3 separate regions of the Mus musculus genome follow, and regions 1 and 2 are each linked to region 3. A link is a contact called in public ChIA-PET and Hi-C data. All regions are on one chromosome and are shown on one strand. Each heading gives the region's core, a stretch centred on a gene start, on an enhancer-like site or on the middle of the called end of the contact. The rest is flanking DNA. Distances are from core to core; before and after follow the strand shown.

Evidence for each region. Hi-C and Micro-C count contacts between places; a contact is called where the count stands out from the background. ChIA-PET counts read pairs in DNA pulled down with a chosen protein or histone mark.
Region 1: a contact with region 3 is called in a Hi-C map of bone marrow-derived macrophages, with 4 times the contacts expected there. The contact joins the enhancer-like site here to the promoter of Atf7ip in region 3. A contact is called at or near these places in 4 of 484 Hi-C or Micro-C datasets (bone marrow-derived macrophages, cerebellar granule neurons, cerebellum and 1 more), 1 of 115 datasets of contacts at active chromatin or transcription factors (stem cell-derived neural progenitor cells) and 1 of 9 other capture datasets (liver).
Region 2: an RNA polymerase II ChIA-PET map of memory CD8 T cells shows a contact between it and region 3, with 373 read pairs. The contact joins the enhancer-like site here to the promoter of Atf7ip in region 3. A contact is called at or near these places in 9 of 39 promoter capture datasets (the 3T3-L1 cell line, 3T3-L1-derived adipocytes, hippocampal neurons and 4 more), 6 of 484 Hi-C or Micro-C datasets (the N1E-115 cell line, cerebral cortex, cortical glia and 3 more), 4 of 115 datasets of contacts at active chromatin or transcription factors (the 230-238 cell line, forebrain, memory CD8 T cells and 1 more) and 1 of 9 other capture datasets (liver).

What each region holds. Positions count from the first base shown.
Region 1 is chr6:136,712,476-136,716,572 of GRCm38.p6, reverse strand. Gucy2c (guanylate cyclase 2c) reads left to right here. Exons shown (of 27, transcript NM_001127318.1): 20 at 528-619; 21 at 3,369-3,527. Among named protein-coding and RNA genes, the nearest start is that of Plbd1, 53 kb to the right of the region's middle. Within about 2 kb of position 2,277, at least 47 of the 459 cell types and tissues checked have an H3K27ac peak or open chromatin away from gene starts, as enhancers often do. A contact at or near this core is called in bone marrow-derived macrophages, where this site is marked.
Region 2 is chr6:136,739,829-136,744,079 of GRCm38.p6, reverse strand. Gucy2c (guanylate cyclase 2c) reads left to right here. Exons shown (of 27, transcript NM_001127318.1): 10 at 53-164; 11 at 3,389-3,470. Among named protein-coding and RNA genes, the nearest start is that of Gucy2c, 40 kb to the left of the region's middle. Within about 2 kb of position 1,514, at least 61 of the 459 cell types and tissues checked have an H3K27ac peak or open chromatin away from gene starts, as enhancers often do. A contact at or near this core is called in memory CD8 T cells and second pharyngeal arch cranial neural crest, where this site is marked.
Region 3 is chr6:136,516,022-136,520,103 of GRCm38.p6, reverse strand. Atf7ip (activating transcription factor 7 interacting protein) reads right to left here and starts at 1,253. Exons shown (of 15, transcript NM_019426.2): 1 at 1,141-1,253. It overlaps Gm44140 (a long non-coding RNA gene), which reads left to right and starts at 1,351. Exons shown (of 4, transcript XR_001785394.2): 1 at 1,351-1,506; 2 at 1,612-1,655.

The sequences.
Region 1 (4,097 bases), core at 1,028-3,527, 200 kb before region 3:
CACATTAGTTTTTGTTTGTTACAGTGTGTGTGCGTGTGCGTGTGCGTGCGTGCGTGCGTGCGTGCGTGCGTGCGTGCGTGTGTGTGTGTGTGTGTGTGTGTGTGTATGTGTGTGTGTATTAACCTGCTAAGGCATCTCGCCAGCCTAAACCTCATTATTTTTTACCCTCCCTGACACATAAACACCACATGTTCTTGTAGAGCCTTTAATGTCTTCCATAAACACCAGCCTCATTCAAATTGTTACCACTTTTTAAGGAAGTGCATTCCAAAGACTGACTGGGTGTGGTAATGTCAGCAGCGGAGTCTACAACATGAAAGGAAGTGAGCTGGAGACTGGTTCTCATAGTCACTGTGGCAGATCCTTGCGAAATATCCCCCACCTTGTTCATACCCATCACGGAGGACAAAATGAGGCTCAATCCTGGAGTGTAGCACACACAGCCCACCTCCACCCCCGAGCTAAGCCCCGCCCACTTCATCTTCGCCCCGTCTATCTAATAAGCCCCGCCCACTTTGTTTTCGCAGGTCTATCTACTTGTCAAAAGCTGTTGGGAGGAGGATCCAGAAAAGAGGCCAGATTTCAAGAAAATCGAGAGCACACTGGCCAAGATATTTGGGTATTGCTAACATTTTTACTTTCCCTCCCAATTTTGATTTTTTTTTTTTTTTTTTTTTTTGGTTTTTCGAGACAGGGTTTCTCTGTATAGCCCTGGCTGTCCTGGAACTCACTTTGTAGACCAGGCTGGCCTCGAACTCAGAAATCCGCCTGCCTCTGCCTCCCGAGTGCTGGGATTAAAGGCGTGTGCCACCACGCCCAGCCCAATTTTGAATTCTTTAATGGTGATTGGATAGTTGACATTTAGTGCTACCACGGAATGAAAATGTTTGTGCCAATAAAATTCTCAGGCTATAACCAACACCTGTCACATAAAATGCAAATGATTCAGAAGTAAAAAAGACCACTTCTCAGGGACATGCTCTCATAAAGTTAAACACTCAGGGACAAAATACATCATAATATATCATACTTTTTATCATTAAAAATAGTTTCCAGAGGCAAGAAAGATGGTTCATCAGTTAAGACACGCACTGTTCTTGCAGAGGAACCAAGTTTGGTTCCTATAGCCCACATCAGGAGACTCACAACTGCCTGTGACTCCAGCTCCAAGAGATAGGATGCTTCTGGCTTCCTGGGCAGCTGCATCCAGGAGCAGTGTTCCTCCAGTACACACACTTAAGCTAATAAGTCTGAAAAAGACATAGTTTCTAAGAGAACCTTAAAGTTGGGGTGCATGAGGAGGTAGGGAGGATTTGGGAAGAATTAACAGAGAAGAAAACATGTATGAAACATATTTTAATTAAATGCATAATTTCCAGACTTCCAGACCCTTCTGGAAGTCTAACCTGGGTCCTGGGATTCTATAATGCTCCTGGGTAATATATGTATATATATATATATATATATATATATATATATATATATATATATATATATATATATATATATATATATATACACACACATATAGGGGGGTTCTTGCATGTATGTCTGTGTGCCTTGTGCATGCAGTGCTCACAGAGGCCAAAAAAGGCATCAGACCCTGGGGTTGAAGTTACAGACAGTTGTGAGCTGCCACAAGGGAGCTGGAAAATCAAACCCAGGTCCTCTGGAAGAGCAGTCAGTGTTCTTAACCACTGAGCCATGTCTCTGGGCCCAGATGGGTAATTCTTAACATTAGAAAGTTCTTAATATTTTTAAGATCTAGCTTTTATTTTTAATTCTTTGTATATGTGTGGGTTTGTGTACCTGTGCGCAGGCACCCGGATTCCCTAGACCTGAACTTGGATCTGTAAGTCCCCTGACATAGGTCCTAGGAGGTGACCGAGGGTCCTCTGGTAAGGCAGGATAGGTTCTTATGAACCATCTCTCCAGCCACCAAGGTCAGCAAGCTTTAAAGATCTCCAAAATCACCAGCTATGGCCCCAGACACTTTAGATTTGTTTTCTGAATCACTAGAGCCTTCGTGTTCAAAATGGGTGTTATATCCCATGATCCAGCGATACCAAATCCTCGATGCTGTGTGCTTTTAGATAACACACTACAGATGGGAAAGGGACAGTGACTGGAGAACTGAGAAACCAAGCACCAAGGAAGACATAATGCTGGCTTGCTGGGAACAGAGGGCAAATCAACACACACACACACAGACATGCACACGCACATGCAGACGCAGATGCAGGCTACCAACTTCCTCATTCATGAAACTGGAGTGAGCTGGGTGGTTTCTAAACTTCCTTCCATCTCTGACTTTCTGGAGGTGTCCTTAGGCCCTAAGATTCAGACACCTGCTGAGGTGAGAAGCCAAGGCAGAGATGGGAGCCATGGTCTGATTGGCAGAAGTGTGCACTGTTTGAATAGAGCAGGAACTAGCAACAGATTCAATTCTCGCCTTTTCACTCCTCCCCTGGCTGTCACCGAGGTCAGATGGGACAGTGCAGTATCAGTGACAGGGACTCTCATGGAGATAGATCATGGGCCCCTGGTCTTTACCCTTGACTCTGGTGGGTCTCAAACATGGCTGTTCATTTGAGATTCCCCAAGGAGCTTTAAGAAACACTGGCACCTTAATTCTGCCCTAGAGCATTTGATGTAACAGGGCTAAGGTGTAACTTAGCGGGAGTTTTAATAATTCCCTAGGTGACGAAGATCCATAGTTAAGATGGGGAAACTTTTAATTGAATCCATTCATTTCCACCTCCCCTGTGCTTGCTCCTGATCCCATTCTGCCTAACGAACCTTTACTGCTGGGGTCAAGTAAGAGCCCTTGGGAGCTTGTTATAAAAAAAGTTCTGTCTCTTGGGACTGTGGAGATGTCAACAAGACTAGTCACCTGAGTTCATACCCAAAACAATGATGGTGTCCTCAAACCTCCTTCAAACCCATACTATGACACACACACTCTCTCTCTCTCTCTCTCACACACACACATACACACAAACACACACAATAAACATACACAGAGACACAACATACACATAAACACACACACAGAGACACACAGAGACACAACCAGTCTCTCATACACATATACAGAGAGAGAGGCACAGAGACACACACACATACCAAACACAGAAACACACAGACACACACTCACTTATACAAAGCAAGCCTACACCGTCTGAGGGCAGAAGTGGGAACTTGTCAATGACGTAATCACGATGGCAGAATGGCTGTGGGATCTCAGAACTTTTTTCTATGTCTTAGCATGTTATAAACATTATCTTTAACATACACAACATCATGAGACCCCCCTCACACCCCTTCCCAGTGATGTGTAAAAATCCTTCATCTGTTACCACCTGCAGCCTTTTCCATGACCAGAAAAACGAGTCTTACATGGACACCTTGATCCGACGTCTCCAGCTGTACTCTCGAAACCTGGAACATCTGGTGGAGGAAAGGACTCAGCTGTACAAGGCGGAGAGGGACAGGGCTGACCACCTTAACTTCATGCTCCTCCCACGGTAAGGCCAGCCACCTGTAAACATGGCTTCCCGTGATTCCACAGCCAGGCTCCCAGCTGAAACCTTCAACGTGGCCGCCTCTCCCCATTGCTGGTTTTGTTCTGCATTTGGTTTGGCCTTTGGTTTGTTTGGGGCAGTCTAGGGTGGTTTCCTTTTATAGACCCTTCAGGGTTCAAAATGCTTGAACCTTGCTGAACCTCCTGATTTCACTCTGAATTCCCAAAGCAAAGAAGTTACTGTGAGGATTATGGACTGAGTAGAGGGCTGTGAGTTCTAATATCTCATTAAGTCTACATTCTGCCTTCAGGCAAACTGCTGTCCGTCTGTCCTCAGACTCAGCATGGAAACTCAAGTCTGCCGCATGTGCTGTGTGAACGCTCTCTGAGGCTCTCAGGCATTCAGTGTTGGTGTCTTTGCTTTTCTTCTTGACATCACAAGCAAAGTCCAAGTCACAAGAACTAGAAGTTGTCTGTGGGCGACGAGGCAGGTGTCTTGCCATCAGACCATCTATGAGCGAACTTCATGAAACATAGTCAGGACAGAAGAGAAAGGGCATTAGGACTGAAATCC
Region 2 (4,251 bases), core at 265-2,764, 220 kb before region 3:
ATGTTCTCATGATTTTCTTTTCTTTTTGCCTTTGTTTATGGCTCCAACACAGTACAAGGTTCTTATGAAGTATGACACCCACAAAAACAAAACTATTCCGGTGGCTGAGAACCCCAACTTCATCTGGAAGAACCACAAGCTCCCCAATGACGTTCCTGGGCTGGGTAAGCCGTTCTTGCTGAGTTTCCTTCTCTCGATGTGGTTTCCGCGCAAGCTGTAGGCAGTTAGCTTGTTTATCTTTTCTTCTCATCTTGCCTAGACTCTCCAGGTTTGTGGCTGGGTTTTACAAGCCCAGTGAGTTCTGGTTAGACCCATCCACATTCGAACCCTGTCTTGAAGATGGTTTCCATATAAGCGGGACCCCCTAGAAAACAAAGTCAGAAAATCAGCAAAATTGAATAGACATAAAAATGTGTACTTTATCCTGTTACTGCTACAGACTCAATGTTTTAAGCAAGGAATATTTGCTGGATCTCACCTCTCCTCAGCTTTGCTCAGCACCTCAGGAAAGGATCTGTCTAGCCCTGTGTGACGCCTGCACGGTACTCACGCCACATTTGCTTGTTCATGTGTCTTTTTACAACATACTGTACAAGATTGGGGTCTAATAGTCACTGATACCTGTTGCTGAAGCATACTGCACTGGAATAATTGAATAATTATGTATTCAATTATTCAATATATTCAATACATTCAATATGTAATTTATTCTATATAATCTACAATATATATTGTAACATTAATATCATAAGAATATATAATGTTATATAATATTATTAAATATAATATAGTGATATATTATATTATATTAATTACACACACACACACACACAAACACACACACACACACACACACACACTGGACCCAGCACTAAAACCATTAATTTAGATGAAAAGGCAGGTCCAGGGTAGCATAGCCAAAGACAATTGCGTTAACATGAGTCAGTTTGCTTTGATTACAACTAAAAGCTTTCTCCTCTAGCAAAGCAGCCTGTTTACCGAGTTCCCTCCAGCCCTACTGTCCTAGGACTTAGAAATCACCCTGCTGTTCACTGTACATTCTTTGAGAAGCCGGCAGAATGCAACAACCAGAATAGCCACTAGAGGGCACAGATGGTTTGCCTTAGAAGTAGCCTGAACCTGACTTAACAGAGAAGCAAAATGAAAATGCGGTTGAATTTTAAACAACTGCATTTAGCCAGGTGGCTCACATCTGTAATCACAGTGTTGGGAATACCGAAGGGAATATTACCATGAGTTGAGGCAATCCTCGGCCACAAAATGAGATCCAGGCCAGCCTGGACTACTGAGTATGACCCTGTCTAAACAACAATGAACTGATTTCATTTAAATAGCATGTTTAAATATCTAATTATGGTCATTATGTCTAGCACAGGGGGTGCTCATTATGTAGGCAGGTAGGGACTGAAATGACCTGAGTGGCTCAGACTCATGCTCTGGCATGGGGGTGTATGATGCCACAGTGTGGAGTTGTATTTTTTCTACAGACTTCCTCTTTGTCTGGGGCTAGGGGTGTGTTACGGTGGCAGTGTGTGATGGTGGTAGGCATGGTGGAAGTACTGTATCCATCAAAAGAAATGTGGTCACGACATGACTTCATGACAGTCTCATGATGGTCATGACATGACGTCACGATGTCATGATGGCATGAGCCCTGAGGTGGGAGCACTTTCCTGCCTAGGTGAGAGGCGAAACAAAGTCACTTAGAAAGCCAGGTGACAGGCAACCCCAGGGCAAAGCTTGCCAAGCAGCCCTCATGGAAATGTGCTACAGTTTTATCGCATGCTAAGCTTCTGCTTGGGACGGAGCAGGGGAGGGATGGGGCGTGGCGGGGCGAGGGACTGGGGGCAACAGAGGGTCAGCGGGTGGGGGAGGAAGAAGGAAGAGAGAGAGAGAACATGAGAAAAGTTTAGGATACAGTATGATTAAACAAAAACATTACAAGATGTGTGATAAGTTTACAGTAGAGGAGGGTCTTAGTATATTTTCATATTGGGGCATCTTTTTCTTGTCTCGGTAAAATAAAGAGGATCAAACTTTTATTCAAAGCTTTCAGCCATTTAAAAATCAATAATTTACTCATGGTGGGTACAGGCTGGCTGGTAGACAACCGAGCTGTGCCTTCAAGGGTCTTGAGTGTCCCCCCATGCTGTGTTAGAGACTCCTGGGGGTGGAGGGGGAGGGAGTGGAACTTTAATGAGAAATCTGTTCATCTTTTCTTGGAGTAATTTCATTAAGTACTTGGAAGTGACCTCCAGTCTTTAAAAAAAAAAAAAAATTTGAACACTTTCCCTATTTGAGCATTTGTTTGCGCGTGCTCTCTCTCTCTCTCTCTCTCTCTCTCTCTCTCTCTCTCTCTCTCTCTCTCTCTCCCTCCCTCCCCTCCCTCCCTCCCTCCCCTCCCCTCTCTCATGCAACTCTCTCCTCTCTCCTTGTCCTTTTTACCATATCCCTTTGTCTTCCAGCTCCTTACACATTTTGCTTCTCACTTTGAGTCATCCTTTCATGGAGCGTACTTACTTCCTGCCAGGTGGGGAAGCTCTGCACACACGTGAGCCAGAATGAGCCTGCGAGGGTTTTTACTGCTGTGGCTTCTGACACTGAACTTGTCCCTTACGTCCTTGGACGTCCCTCCAGTGTTTCCTCGGATTACACTCCCATTTTCCTGAACTCCACTTGTTGTTCTGAAAATCTGTGAATGGAAGACTTCTACTCAAACTATGCGCGCGCGCACACACACACACACACACACACACACACAAGATTCATTCACTCTAACACAGTCAAGTTATTGCTTTCCCTCAATAATAGAAATCTTGGAGAGGAATAGTATACAGCACTGTGGTTTAATATTCTAATTGGCTTTCTTACAGTATGCATCCAGCATTTAAACATAGCCATCTCTTTCTTTCTGCATAGAACCTCTTTAGACACACAGATCTAGAGAATATCATGTAGGCTTATCTCCCTTCAAATTATGTGTTGGAAACCACTTAATGTTCCTATGACAGTAGTGGTTTTGGTTAGAAATAAGGAGCTACATGGCTGTGCCTAGTGGCATGTACCTATAATTCTAGCACACAGGGGGATCATAAGTTTTAGGGCAACTCTGAGCTACTTAGGAAGAGGAGAGAGGGGAGGGGAGGGGAGGGGAGGGGAGGGGAGGGGAGGGGAGGGGAGGGGAGGGGAGGGGAGGAGCAGAGCCTGCAGATGCTGGATGCATAGCACCAATAAAAGATTAATCAAAAAATGTTTTTCAAAAGGGCTCTTCCCTCTCCTGTCCTCGGGCTTCATTTCACCAGGCGGGGCTCTGGGACGCATTTGTGCTGTGGCCCCGCTAATGCACACCCCTTCCTTCTCTGCACAGGCCCTCAAATCCTGATGATTGCCGTCTTCACGCTCACGGGGATCCTGGTAGTTCTGCTGCTGATTGCCCTCCTCGTGCTGAGGTACCTCCTTCCCACAGGCTTGCCCTCCAGATGGGGACGGGAGAAGGGGACAAGCCTGGTGTCCATTGGCGGTGCTTGATGAAAAAGGCAGACCTGGGATCTAGAAGGCACTCTACTTCAAAAGCGGGGTCAAAAGCAGAAGCCGATATGTGTAGATCAGAACCCTGGCATTGAGGCACAGGATTCAGATCGAAGCTCTGGCCTCTGCCCCTGTGAGTCTGTGTGCTCAGGCTAGTTCTGCTGAGTGTTGGGAAGACTGCAAACATGCCTTGTGTCCAGCTAGCCACGTTATGAGCAGTGTCTAACTAGCTATCTTCAGAGATCTACTGGTATATTGTGAAAGATTGAAGATTCATCATACAGTATAGTGTGGAGCCTAGGAGAAGCTTAGAAACCGCCCGTGCCACCAGATGTGGTGACCCGTGCCTGTAATCCCAGACTGAGGCGAGAGAATGTGAGTTTATGGCCAGCTTGCACTACACAGTAAGACTCTGTCCCAGACAAACAAACTAAACCAATAACTCCAAAGAAATCACCTGTTCCAAGTATCCAGAGCCCGAGGAAAGGGCGACAGACTCCATCTGGCAGGTAGCGAGTAGGGGGAGCAGAGATCCAGGCGGGTGAGCACCAGAGCCATGGTTTTCCTGCCTGACTTGGGCATAGCTTGTGCTGGCTGGAGACATAGGACTTATTAAATATTCAATGACTCTATAAGCATCCCAGCTTCTGCCTGTGCGCACTAAACACAGAATATTCTTTCTCGGTGTGTTATCAGGATGCC
Region 3 (4,082 bases), core at 4-2,503:
GCTACATACAACTGACCTAATTGTGCTACATACAACTGAAATTTAGTGGCATCACAACTTTAATCAGTAGCACACCCATAGTTATTTTAAGAAACTAAAACCAGGACATATACACCTAAAACATATTTAAAGTGTACATTATACACATATACTACAGTGCACATATTTTTTTCAAAAACTCAAAATGTTTAATTGATTCCCTTAAATAAGGACCTCAATAGAACTTGTAATATTTGTAAAATTCTTCATCAAAAAATGATATAATAGCTTATACGTCATCCCAAAATAATGAGAAATCGTGTTCACTAATTTTCTTTAACATTTCTCTAACTGAAGAAACAGTAAAACTAAAAACATGAAAGACTCAAGTGTTTGGATTAAAACTTCATTGACTTTGGATGAAATGTTCCTTTTTAAAAAAAAAAATAATAAAGATGTAATACCTGAGAAAATTGAGATTTCAACTTAACTTGTACATCCTTTTCTTGTCCTCTCAAACAAATCAAAAATAAAAGTTTCTATTTTGTAAACATTGCACATCCAAAAGCGAACCGGTAAAAACAGGGTTAAAAATGTATTTACAAAAGTGCAGCTGAAGTAAATGCACTTCCCCCGAGAGCACCACTAGGTGCCGATCTTATCTCCCTAAATGGAACGCGAATCCAGAAATACCTAACTAAACGCGAAATTATAATCGAGAACCACAAGAGGCAATTTGTACCAAAATATCAAGTCTGCACCGGTGAAACCGTGAGAGAAATAAAGGATTTTAAGGTGCGGGTAGGTGTAAGACACGAGAGAAACGTTTTCCTCGGAAAATGTGAAAAGAAGAAGCACGAGACGAAACCCCCTCGAGAATGAGAAAATTAAATCTAGAACCCAAATGGCGTCCAACAAGAACATTAGCTCTTGAAAATGAATATTGCGCCTGCGCAGCCACCGCCCGGCCAGCTGCTCAACTGCAGCTAGAGCCCGACCCCACGCGATCACGTGCTCCCATGCAGCGCCCGCCCGCAGCTTCGCAACCGCGCAGGCGCACACTCAACTCCCGCAGCCGCCATAATGCGGTCTTGACTCTTCCGAAATACAATAGTCATTTCTCCGACAGTGGTTAGAACAGCCCCTGGCACTCGCGTATACCTTCGGGGGCGGGAGGTGAGAGCCTGGGACCCGAGTTCCTTCCTACGCAGCCGTCCCGTGCAGCCGTCCCGGACGCTGCCGTCTCAGCCGTGCGCTCCACTCGCCGCCACCGCAGATTCAAAAACAAACCCGCTTCTCCCCAGCACGCGCCGGGGCCGTTATGCAAATAGATGGGGGCGGAGCTTCGTGGGCACACTATGTACTCCACCCACTGAGCGATCGGCCAATGAACGTGCGCGATGCCTATTCTCCATGCAAATCTCCTGGTTTTTTATTTGAATGAGGGATTTTTGGCCACGCCTCCTGCCTTGAAATTGTAGCCCGTCTGCGGTGGTGGCGCTGCCGTCTTTTCGATCGCATCCGGAGGTGATTTTTTTTTTTTCCGGTTGGCTCTTTTCTTTTTTATCCTGGAGGTGATTGGGGTTTTTTTTGTTTTTTTTTTAATTTTTTTATTTTTTTTTTTGCATGGAGATTCCTCAGTGGCCACCCCTCCATGAGACTTGAGAAAAAAAAAAGTAGGTGTTTAAAAAGCGAAAAGATTTTTCCATAAGTCTAGAGAACCTAGAGTACGGTAATTTATTCGAAAAAAAAATTTTTTTTAATTTTTATCTTTTTGTTTTGTTTTGTTGATGAAGATTCGTGCAGTTTAACTCAGTCTAGCCATTGAACTTGCCACGTAGCCCACACTGGTCTGGAATTTGAAATCTATCGGCCTCAAACTCTGTCAAAGTGTTACAGGTATCACTTAAAGTTCACTAAGTTAATTGTGTTAATCATCAAGATGTGGAGATGAACATCTTTTGGGGGGATATCCTGTAAGAGAGCAAGCAGTACCAATCATGCCTTCACACCTCATAAATTCACGTGTCGCTTAAATAGAGACAGTAATCACTGTTCCGACAAATTGAGAGAAGCTAGAATGAAGAAAAGATTCTAAATATGTTTTGTAAATCAGTAAGAGCCAGAAAAATAATATTAGGTGGAATCCCTTAAACTTAATTTTCTCCCTTTAAGTATTTGTTCAATAGTAACTTAACCAATCAAAAAGTTAAGTAGCTGTCAGTGCTGAGGAAATCTACACTCCCATGGGCAGCTGTGGCTCAATTCCCAGAAGCACTCAGGGAGATGAGGCAGGTCTTGAGAGAACAAGGACAACCTGGGGCCACATGCTCCCAGATCATCTAGAGCTTGAGACTCTCTCTCCAAAGAAGCTCACAGCTTTCATTATTGTCCTGTACTTGACAATTCAACTAGGACATTAAACAGGCAAACCCAAGGAAATTGAAATTCAAGAAACAACTTCTGGGGTCATAAAATGTGATACAGTGTCCAGGCAAATCTAAGACTTGAAGGCCAGCCTGGTTTACAGATCTAGTTTCAGGATACCCAGGGCTATATAGAGAAACCCTGTTTCCAAAAAAGGGAAAAGGAAAAAGGTAAGTGTTTTTAATAGATGTATTTAAGATTCTAGATTGATTTTGAGTTGAAAGAGAGAATATCTAGAATAGACTTGACTTAATCTAACAAGAGGCCTTGAAAGGGGAAACACCCAGCTGAGTGTGGTGCCACCCACACTTGGGTGGCAGCAGTAAGTAAGCCTGTCTCTGTGAGGTTAAGCCAGCCTGGTCTACAGAGTGAGTTCTAAGACATCCTTGACTACACAGAGAAACCTTGACTCAAAAAAAATAAATAAATAAATAAAAGAAGGAAGGAAGGAAACAGAAGAGAAAGGAAAAGAAAGGTGGAAGAGGAAAGGAAGGAAAGAAAGAAGAAAAGGAAGAAAACATCAGCTCCATGTTCCTGCTCCAGCCCCAGAATTCCTGTGACAGACCTGGGCATGTTGATTAGAGGCAGATTGGTAGGACATTGTACTAAAGCCATGGAGTGTGGAGAACTCAGGGACCTGTTACGTAGAAACTAGAGAGACAAGAATGTTGAGAGCAGTGCAGACGACAGTGGCCCAGCTTGTGACGTTTCAGAGGGAAGCAAAGACTCTACCAGGCCATTTGTGTGAAGAATCTGTGGTTTAAAATGAGCTCGAGCTGAAGAACCAGCTGTGATAAACAAGAGACCAGAACTTTGTTCTTCCGGGACAGTGGCCGATGGACTGCCCCCACATCATTGAGGTGAAATCTTGTGGGAAGTGTTTCCTCAGGACCAACACACAAGAGATGTATGTCAGAGCTGGGCAAGGTTGTGCTGCCTCATGCTGTCACCCAGGTGAGCCTCCATGTCAGTCTTGGCGAATCAAACCTAAGTTCTCCAGAAGAGCAGCCAGTTCTGAACAACCAGGACAATGAGTGAACCATCTTTCCACCCACATGTGCCTACTCCTGCCTAGTGATGGATCATCTGAGACCATATCATGTGCACTAGCCTACCCTCTAGAACATCAAAATTCATGGTTTCCACAAGATCAGATGCCACTGGTAGAGCCCAAGCAGGTGCAAGCATCCCTGGCCCTGTAGATGCAGGCCAGCTGCAGGGGTGAAGGTCCCTCTAAGGCTGACTTTTGTGGGCCTCAGTGGTTCTCTGAGTGCAGGAGTGCCAGTGATGGTCCAGATGAGTGCAAAGAGAGGGAGGAAAACAAAACAACCTTATCAAAAACTCAACAGCCTCAGCACCTTGAACTGCTTGCATCTGAACATAAAGAGCATACGCAAGGGTCTACAGAAGTCAAAAGACAAGTCCCCTGGTCTGAATATAGATTTCTGGTCTGCAGGAAGCCCCCGGGGCTCTTCGTTCTTCCTCTGGGCTTCTGCAGGACAGTGGGCTACAGGGCCAGCCTTGGCTGTTTTCTGGTTGTTTGTATAAAGAGGAAGTGAACAACCAAAAAGACATTTGTAGGGGATTTGTAAATTTCCATGGGTTTTTCTCTTTGTGTGTGTGGAGGAGTGATATTTAAAGATTTAAATAATAAATGTATGTGCTGAGCCCAGAGC